Linked DNA regions of Sus scrofa: region 2 is linked to region 1. A link is a contact called in public HiChIP or PLAC-seq data. All regions are on one chromosome and are shown on one strand. The core of a region is the stretch at or near the end of the contact, and the rest is flanking DNA. Distances in the headings are between cores, read along the strand shown. Region 1 overlaps CTIF (CBP80/20-dependent translation initiation factor). Region 2 overlaps CTIF (CBP80/20-dependent translation initiation factor).

Region 1 (3,328 bases), core at 695-3,194:
CTCCTAGCTTGGTAACCTCCCATATGCCACACTTGCAGCCCTGAAAAGCAATCAATCAAATCAATCAATCAATTTATCGATCAAAATTTTTAAAAATCCAAGAGATCTGAAAGAACACCCATGTGCCCGTGTAGACCTCAGGCCGAGAGCAGAGCTGCCTCTCCAGCTGCGTGTGAGACCCCGTCCCTCATACCTGGGGTGTCCTTTCCTCTCCCTTCTCCAGATCTCCCCGCTGTCAGATTTCACCCCCTTTGTGAAACCGTCCTAGACCAACCAGCCCACCCCGGACCTCAGGGATTCCATGGGCCTTTGAAGGAGCTGGTGCTAGGCCACTTTTGAGCTTCTCCAGTTGTTTCTTGCCTCTCCATGTGCTCGTGCTTCCTGGAGGAGGCAGACGACAGCCTGGGCCTTGAGTCTTGGCCAGGGAGGTGGACCTATAGAGAGAAAAGGAAAGGGTGTGGCATGAAGGATCGCAGGAGTGGATGGGCAGCGGTTCAGAAGAAACGGAGGCCATGGAGAAATGATTGGAGGAGTCCCGGAGTTCCGGAGGGCCCTTCCCAACAGCAGAGAGACCAGTTGGGGCAAGCGCTCGAGGCCTTCCTTGGGAGCGGACCAAATAGGGACTCAGCTGAATGTTCTTGAACAGAGAAATGTACGAGGGAAGGAAGGTTTATGGAGCCAGGGCAAATGAGCAATCCTTAGGCCGGCTTTCTGGGACCTATGTGGAGTTCCTATGATTGTACATATCTTCCCACGGTGGCCGAGGAAGGAAGTTTTGTTTCTTCGTTGGGGACCGGCCAGAGTCCCTTTAAAACAGGACTTGCCCCCAGTAGAGAGGTCATCTGGTCCATGACTTGCTTCAGGCCAGGCCATACCCAGAATCCTTCGCTGAATGACAGAGGGCTTGATCCTCAGTTGGGGCAGGGTGGGGCAGAGGCAGGCCCAAGAGAGGCCAGACTCAAGTCGGCCTCCCTCACGACCTCTGGGGGGGCCCAGGACACTTCCCAGACAGCAGGAGCTGTGCTGCCCAGCTCTGCTCCAGAAGGGCTCGGATTCAGGACAAGGACGCCAGCAGAGGTGCCAGGTGCCCAGTGCCAAGAGCAGGCCCTCAGCTGGCTTCCGAGGCCTTAGCTACTGATGCTCAGAGAGAGGCAGATCCACCCTCCTGCACACACCCACCCGAATGACACAACAGTCCTGAAACCCGGCCTGCAGCCCCACCGCCGCTTCCTAGATCAGCTTCCCAGGGCTAGAGTGACCCCCCTGGCTGGTCTGGGGATGTCCTGGTGACTTGGGCTGGTCCTGATTCAACAAGGTTGCACCCGGGTCCAGCACCTTCCTGCTCTGTCCTTGGCGGCGGGTGGCAGGAGCAGCGGAGGCTGGGGGAAGAGGAAGGTGTTGCTGAGGGTGTGAAGCATCCATTATTCCTTTATTAGCCACGGTGCCATTTCTGGTCGCGTTCTCCTTCCTGGCGGCCGTGAGCTGGGAGGCGGAGAAGCCTAGTTATTTTCGTTTACCCCAGCTCCTCTCACTGGGAGCCGCCGCCGCCGCCGGGGGGCCCGGGGGCGGGGGCGGACAGGGCTACGTGCTCTGGAGCAGGCGTTTGTGAATGGGCCCTGGCTCCCAGGCCACCCCGACGGCAGGCGCCCCCCGCCCCCCCCAGGACGCGCTGACTCTCACTGGCTGGCCGGCGTCGCTTCTAGCCTTGCAGTGGCCGGCAGGAGGAAGCTTTCTTCTGGCCCAAGAACAATACCAGGGTCAGCCCGGGGACCTCCCTCCTACACCCTCTTCCTTCCATTGTGAACCGGGGCACAGTCCCAGGCCGCTTGGCTCTGCAGGCTGCGGGGGAGGGGGGGCCTGGGACGGGGAGAGATGAGCAGTGTGTGTGACACCTCCCCGTCGTCTGCCTCCACTTCCCAGGCTGGCCAGGGTTCTGGAGGCAGCAGATGGGCAGACGGAAGAAGCATGTGTGAGTGGCCACTGGGTCCCTGTGCTTTGCAAGGGACTGCCAGCGGGGCGACGCCACAGGCTGGGTGGCAGCACGCCCTGTCCCCTGCCCCCGTGGAATCACAGATTGTCAGGGCTGGAAAAGGCCTGCCCAGACCCTCTAGCCATCACCCCATTACACAGACAGGGGAACTTAGACCCCAAAAGGTAAAGGTTTTACCAGACGTCCTCTTGCCCTGCTTACAAATCCTTCAGTGATTCATTCCCGAGGCCTTATGGGGAAACCTCAGACTTTCCTACAGCCCCGGTGCCTGATGGCTTCCTAGGTTTCTCTCCTGGGACTTCCTGCCTTTGACTAGTTAATGCTCCCTGATTCAGCAGCACCAGTGCTGAGCCCCCCCCCCCCGCCCCCGCCACATTTGCCTCCCTGCCACATACCTATTCTTCAAAGACTGCTTGAAAGTCATCTTCTCTACGCTGCCCTCCCTGATAACTCACTTCCTTTTGCTTCTCCTGGGCTCCTCCAGTGCTTAATATATCCCTATAAATGGGCTGCCCTACACCTCACTGGGTGCCCGTGTGTCTCTCCTCACACATATGTACCTCTCCCCACACCACACGCTCCACATCCTACTCTCCTTTGCAGCCCTTAGGACACTGGTTCTCCAAGTGTGGTCCTCAGACCAGTAGCATGAGTATCACACAGGAACTTGCTAGAAATGCAAATTCTGGAGTGCTCCTCATGGCTCAGTGGAAACTGACTAGCATCCATGAGGATGCAGGTTCAATTCCTGGCCTTGCTCAGTGGGTTAAGGATCCAGCATTCCCATGAGCTGTGATGTAGGTCACAGACATGGCTTAGAGCTGGCATTGCTGTGGCTGTGGTGTAGGCCAGTGGCTACAGCTACAATTTGACCCCTAGCCAGGGAACCTCCATATGCCATGTGTGCAGCCCTTAAAAAAGAAAGAAAGAAAGAAAGAAATGCAAATCCTTAGCGGCCTTCCCCCCTTTCACTGCTTCTGACCAAGCAACTCTAGGGGTGGGGCCAGCAATCTGTGTTTTGACAAGCTCTCCTGATGGATGCTCAAGTTAAGAACCAGTGCCTGAGGACCTACTTGTAGGCCAATTGGCCCTTAATATTTTTTTCCCTATCTTTTTAAAAAAATTGAGATCTGTTTGACAGCATTGTGCAAGTTTAATGAATAGGAGATATTGACTTGATACATTTACATTGCAGTGTGGTAGAAATGTACTGTTAGCTAACACCTCTACCAGGTCACAGAATTAGTATTTCTTTTAGTGTTGGAAACAAGTAAGCTCTAGTCTCTTGGCAAGTTTCATGTTTATACCCGTTCTGTTGTCTGTCTTGGTAACTTCTTG
Region 2 (3,475 bases), core at 753-3,252, 160 kb after region 1:
GGTCTTCTGAGAGGGCCAGCTGGGCACAAGGTCTGCATGAGGAAAAACTAGTCTGGGTAGATTCTAGACCAGACACTCAGAACTGAGTAAAACCAAAGAGCTCGCCCCTTACAGGTTTAGAGCCTATAAAGTTTATAAAGGGGAGAGAGAGGATGAAGCATTCCCTGGGGGGGAAGCGGGCCCCAAGTGCCTGAGGACCAGGTAAGCACTTTATCCCCTACAGCCTGGTCAGTAGGACCCAGAAGGAAGGCATGGGTAATACAGAATGTTGAGGAATTCCTGTTGTGGCTCAGTGTTACGAACCCGACTAGTGTCTGTGAGGATGCAGGTTCCATCCCTGGCCTTGCTCAGTGGGTTAAGGATCCGGCATTGCCGTTAGCTGTAGTGTAGGTGGCAGATGAGGCTCAGATCTGATGTTGCTGTGGCTGTGGTGAAGGCTGGCAGCTGCAGGTCCGATTAGACCCCTAGCCTGGGAACCTCCATATGTGGTACATGTGGCCCTTAAAAAAGAAAGAGAGAGAGAGAGAGAAAGAAAGAGAGGGAAAGAAAGAGAGAGAGAGAAAGCAAGAAAGAGAGAGAAAGAAGAGAGAGAGAAAGAATGAAAGAAAGAGAAAGAAAAGGAAAGGAAAGAATATTGACTCACAGGCTCACTCACCCAAAGAGATCAGCTCAATTTAGAAAGAGTCACTCCATTATGAAAATGTATACTTTGGTAAGGGTAAGGATCTAAAACCAAACACACTTCCAGGTGCCACTTAAATAGTCTTATCTCCAATCTTAGACTTGGCAGCGAGTACTTCTGCTGTCCCCAGGCAGCCCAGGCCCTGTTCTCAGCCCAGGCCTGTCTGCCCCTCCATTTGGGTGGCTGCTGCTCCGAGTACAAATGCTAATTATGCCTTGAGCACAGCCCTATTTTTCTCTGCTTAATTGTCCCAGGCACAGCTGTCCCTGCCCAGTTGGTCCTTGGTTACTTCCGCGCACCCAAACACACCGCAGGACCAGCTAAGCTCCCTCACCCAAGGGGCAGCCTCCAGCCCAGCTTCTGTGATGTGGCTTCAGACCCTACCCACCACTCCCACCCCAGGAAGATGGGAACCGGGCTGCTGCAGGCTTTTATCCTTCGTGATCACGCTCAGAGCTGTCAGCAAAGGCTCCTTCAGCATCCATGCTTGGGGCAGCATAGCCCCTTGCTGGTTACTTGTACCCTTCCCCACTCACACTCCCTGAAAAGTCTAGAACTGGTAGGAGGGACCCTTGGTTAACTTGACATACCATGAAGAACCTTCTGAGAAGCTTCTTCCCTGGTGCAAGAAAAGATGAGTTGGAGGAGTTCCCGTTGTGGCTCAGTGGAAAAGAACCCGACTAGTATCCAGGGAGATGCAGGTTCGCTCCCTGGTCTCGCTCAGTGGGTTAAGGATCCAGCGTTGCTGTGGCTGTGGTGTAGGCTGGCAGCTGCAGCTCTGAATCGACCCCTAGCCCAGGAACTTCCATATGCCGCAGGTGTGGCCCTAAAGAGAAAATAGAAAAAGAAAAGGTGGGTTGGCACAGCCTTCAGATGACTGTGTGCCCATCAGGGAGCAGGGCTGGACCCCCGCCTAGAGTGGCCCCCGACTCTGTACACAGGGAGGCCTTTCCTCTGAAGCCAGTGGGTCACCGTCTGTGGCAATGCCCGCCTCCTGGTCTCTGAGACTGCAGAGAAATCAGCCCTCTGTCCATACCTGCCTTCTCGTCACTCCTTCCTGATTAAATTTCTTTTTCTGGCTTCTAGAAAGGAAACGTCTTGTGCTCCCAGGAGGCATCCCACCTTTCCCACTGTCCTCTGAGGTGTTTAAGCCCAAGGGAGGGTGGGAGGGGAGGAGGGGGAGGCCTCACGCAGGGACTTGGGTGGCAAGACAGCAGCTCGGCCACCCGGGAAAGCTCACCCAGGGGAGGAAAGAGCTGTTTCGCAAGCGAGGCCGGGCGGGCACTCTGAGCTGGCCCATCGGCCCTGGCACGCGGCTGTGCCTGTTAGGAAATCCAGGAGCCGCTCTGTCTGCTTTCCAGCAGGCGCCACTTCTCTTTCCACTGCTTTGCTCAATTCACGGCTCGTCTCCAGAGCCAGGCTGGCGGGCGGGTGGGCGGGCGGGCCGGGCACCCTTTACTACAGGCCCATTGCCCGGGAGTGCCCGCTCCTGCCTCGGCCTGTGTTATCCCAGGGGTCCCTGGGCCTGGGCTGCAGAACCTCGCCGATAAGGCCAGCCGGCTCTCGTGGTCATCTCGGGTGGGAGGGCAGGGTGACTCTCGGGGAAGGATTCCAGACTGTTTCCTTCTCAGTGGAGCTCCAACGCCCTTATCTCCTTTCCTGCCAGGCGGGACTCCTCACTAGTCGCACACAAAAGAAAACCCCACCCAAGACGTACAACCCCCCACAGGCTTGAACGGGGGGTGGGGTGGGGGGAGCTTACCTCTGGTTCCATTCAGGCCACTTGGTTATCAGTCAGGGGAGCAGTAAGTGCAGCTTGAGCTACTATTATATATTTGGTCCAGGAGGGGTGGAAGGGCAAGTTGAAGAGACAAGGACATCTGAAAAATGTAGCCACCTTGGAGGCTGGCTGAAAGCTTTTGGCCCTGTCAATCAATGGAGAGGTTTCTTGGAGGAAAAATAACCACAGCATGGAGGCGGGGGTGGGGGGGGGGCGTCAAGGCCAATCACAAGGTCCAGAGATGGGGGTGGTTATGGGCCCAAGTAGAACAAGGGCTGGGAGATGTAAGAATAAGTATGCCTCACTCAGCCCCTCACTTGAGCGTCTTGCAGGCATAAATCTTATTTCTAATTTATAGAACACAGGGATACAGGAATAATGGTTATGGGGATATGGAAAAGTGAAGCTGAACAGAAACAGACTCATGGACATGGAGGGGATGCGGGAGGGAGTAGGATGGACGGGGAGTTTGGAATTAGTAGATGCAAACTATTGCATTTAGCATGGATAAGCTGTGAGGTCCTGCTGTATAGCGCAGGGAACTATATCCAATCACTTGTGATAGAACATGATGGAATATAAGAAAAAGAATTCATATATATATATATATATATATATATATATATATATATATGATTGGGTCATCACTTTGCTGTACAGCAGAAACTGACAACATGGTAAATCAACTATAATTTTGAAAAAAATTAAAAAGAAAACGGAAGCTCAGAGCTATCAGCTGATTGCAGGGTTTACAAGGCTCGTCACTGAGAACTGAAAGTAAAGCCCAGGCCTTGCAGGTCCTGACATTGTCCCAGGCTCCCTGGGAGAAGAGCAATACTACCCTGGCGCCTTCAAACTTGCTGTAGAGCTGCACTTCCTGGAGGCAAGGAGCTGGCCTAGTTGACCTTCCAAGGTCTCATTCCAGCCCAGTGGCTGTGGGGCCCCCGATTCTATGGGCGAGTTGCTATGGGAACTATAACTTTGAATTTCCTGGCTCTGGGGCTGTGAAAATC

What was found. HiChIP or PLAC-seq counts read pairs in DNA pulled down with a chosen protein or histone mark.
Region 2: a contact with region 1 is called in an H3K27ac HiChIP or PLAC-seq map of skeletal muscle, with 5 times the contacts expected there. The contact joins two enhancer-like sites. A contact is called at or near these places in 3 of 47 Hi-C or Micro-C datasets (embryonic fibroblasts, heart right ventricle and retroperitoneal adipose tissue) and 2 of 2 datasets of contacts at active chromatin or transcription factors (alveolar macrophages and skeletal muscle).

The regions. Positions count from the first base shown.
Region 1 is chr1:98,272,672-98,275,999 of Sscrofa11.1, forward strand. All of the region lies in intron 6 of CTIF (CBP80/20-dependent translation initiation factor), which reads left to right. Among named protein-coding and RNA genes, the nearest start is that of TRNAD-GUC, 46 kb to the left of the region's middle. Within about 2 kb of position 1,945, at least 29 of the 83 cell types and tissues checked have an H3K27ac peak or open chromatin away from gene starts, as enhancers often do. A contact at or near this core is called in alveolar macrophages, retroperitoneal adipose tissue and skeletal muscle, where this site is marked.
Region 2 is chr1:98,431,254-98,434,728 of Sscrofa11.1, forward strand. The region is part of intron 10 of CTIF (CBP80/20-dependent translation initiation factor); the gene reads left to right. Among named protein-coding and RNA genes, the nearest start is that of SMAD7, 110 kb to the right of the region's middle. Within about 2 kb of position 2,003, at least 37 of the 83 cell types and tissues checked have an H3K27ac peak or open chromatin away from gene starts, as enhancers often do. A contact at or near this core is called in alveolar macrophages, retroperitoneal adipose tissue and skeletal muscle, where this site is marked.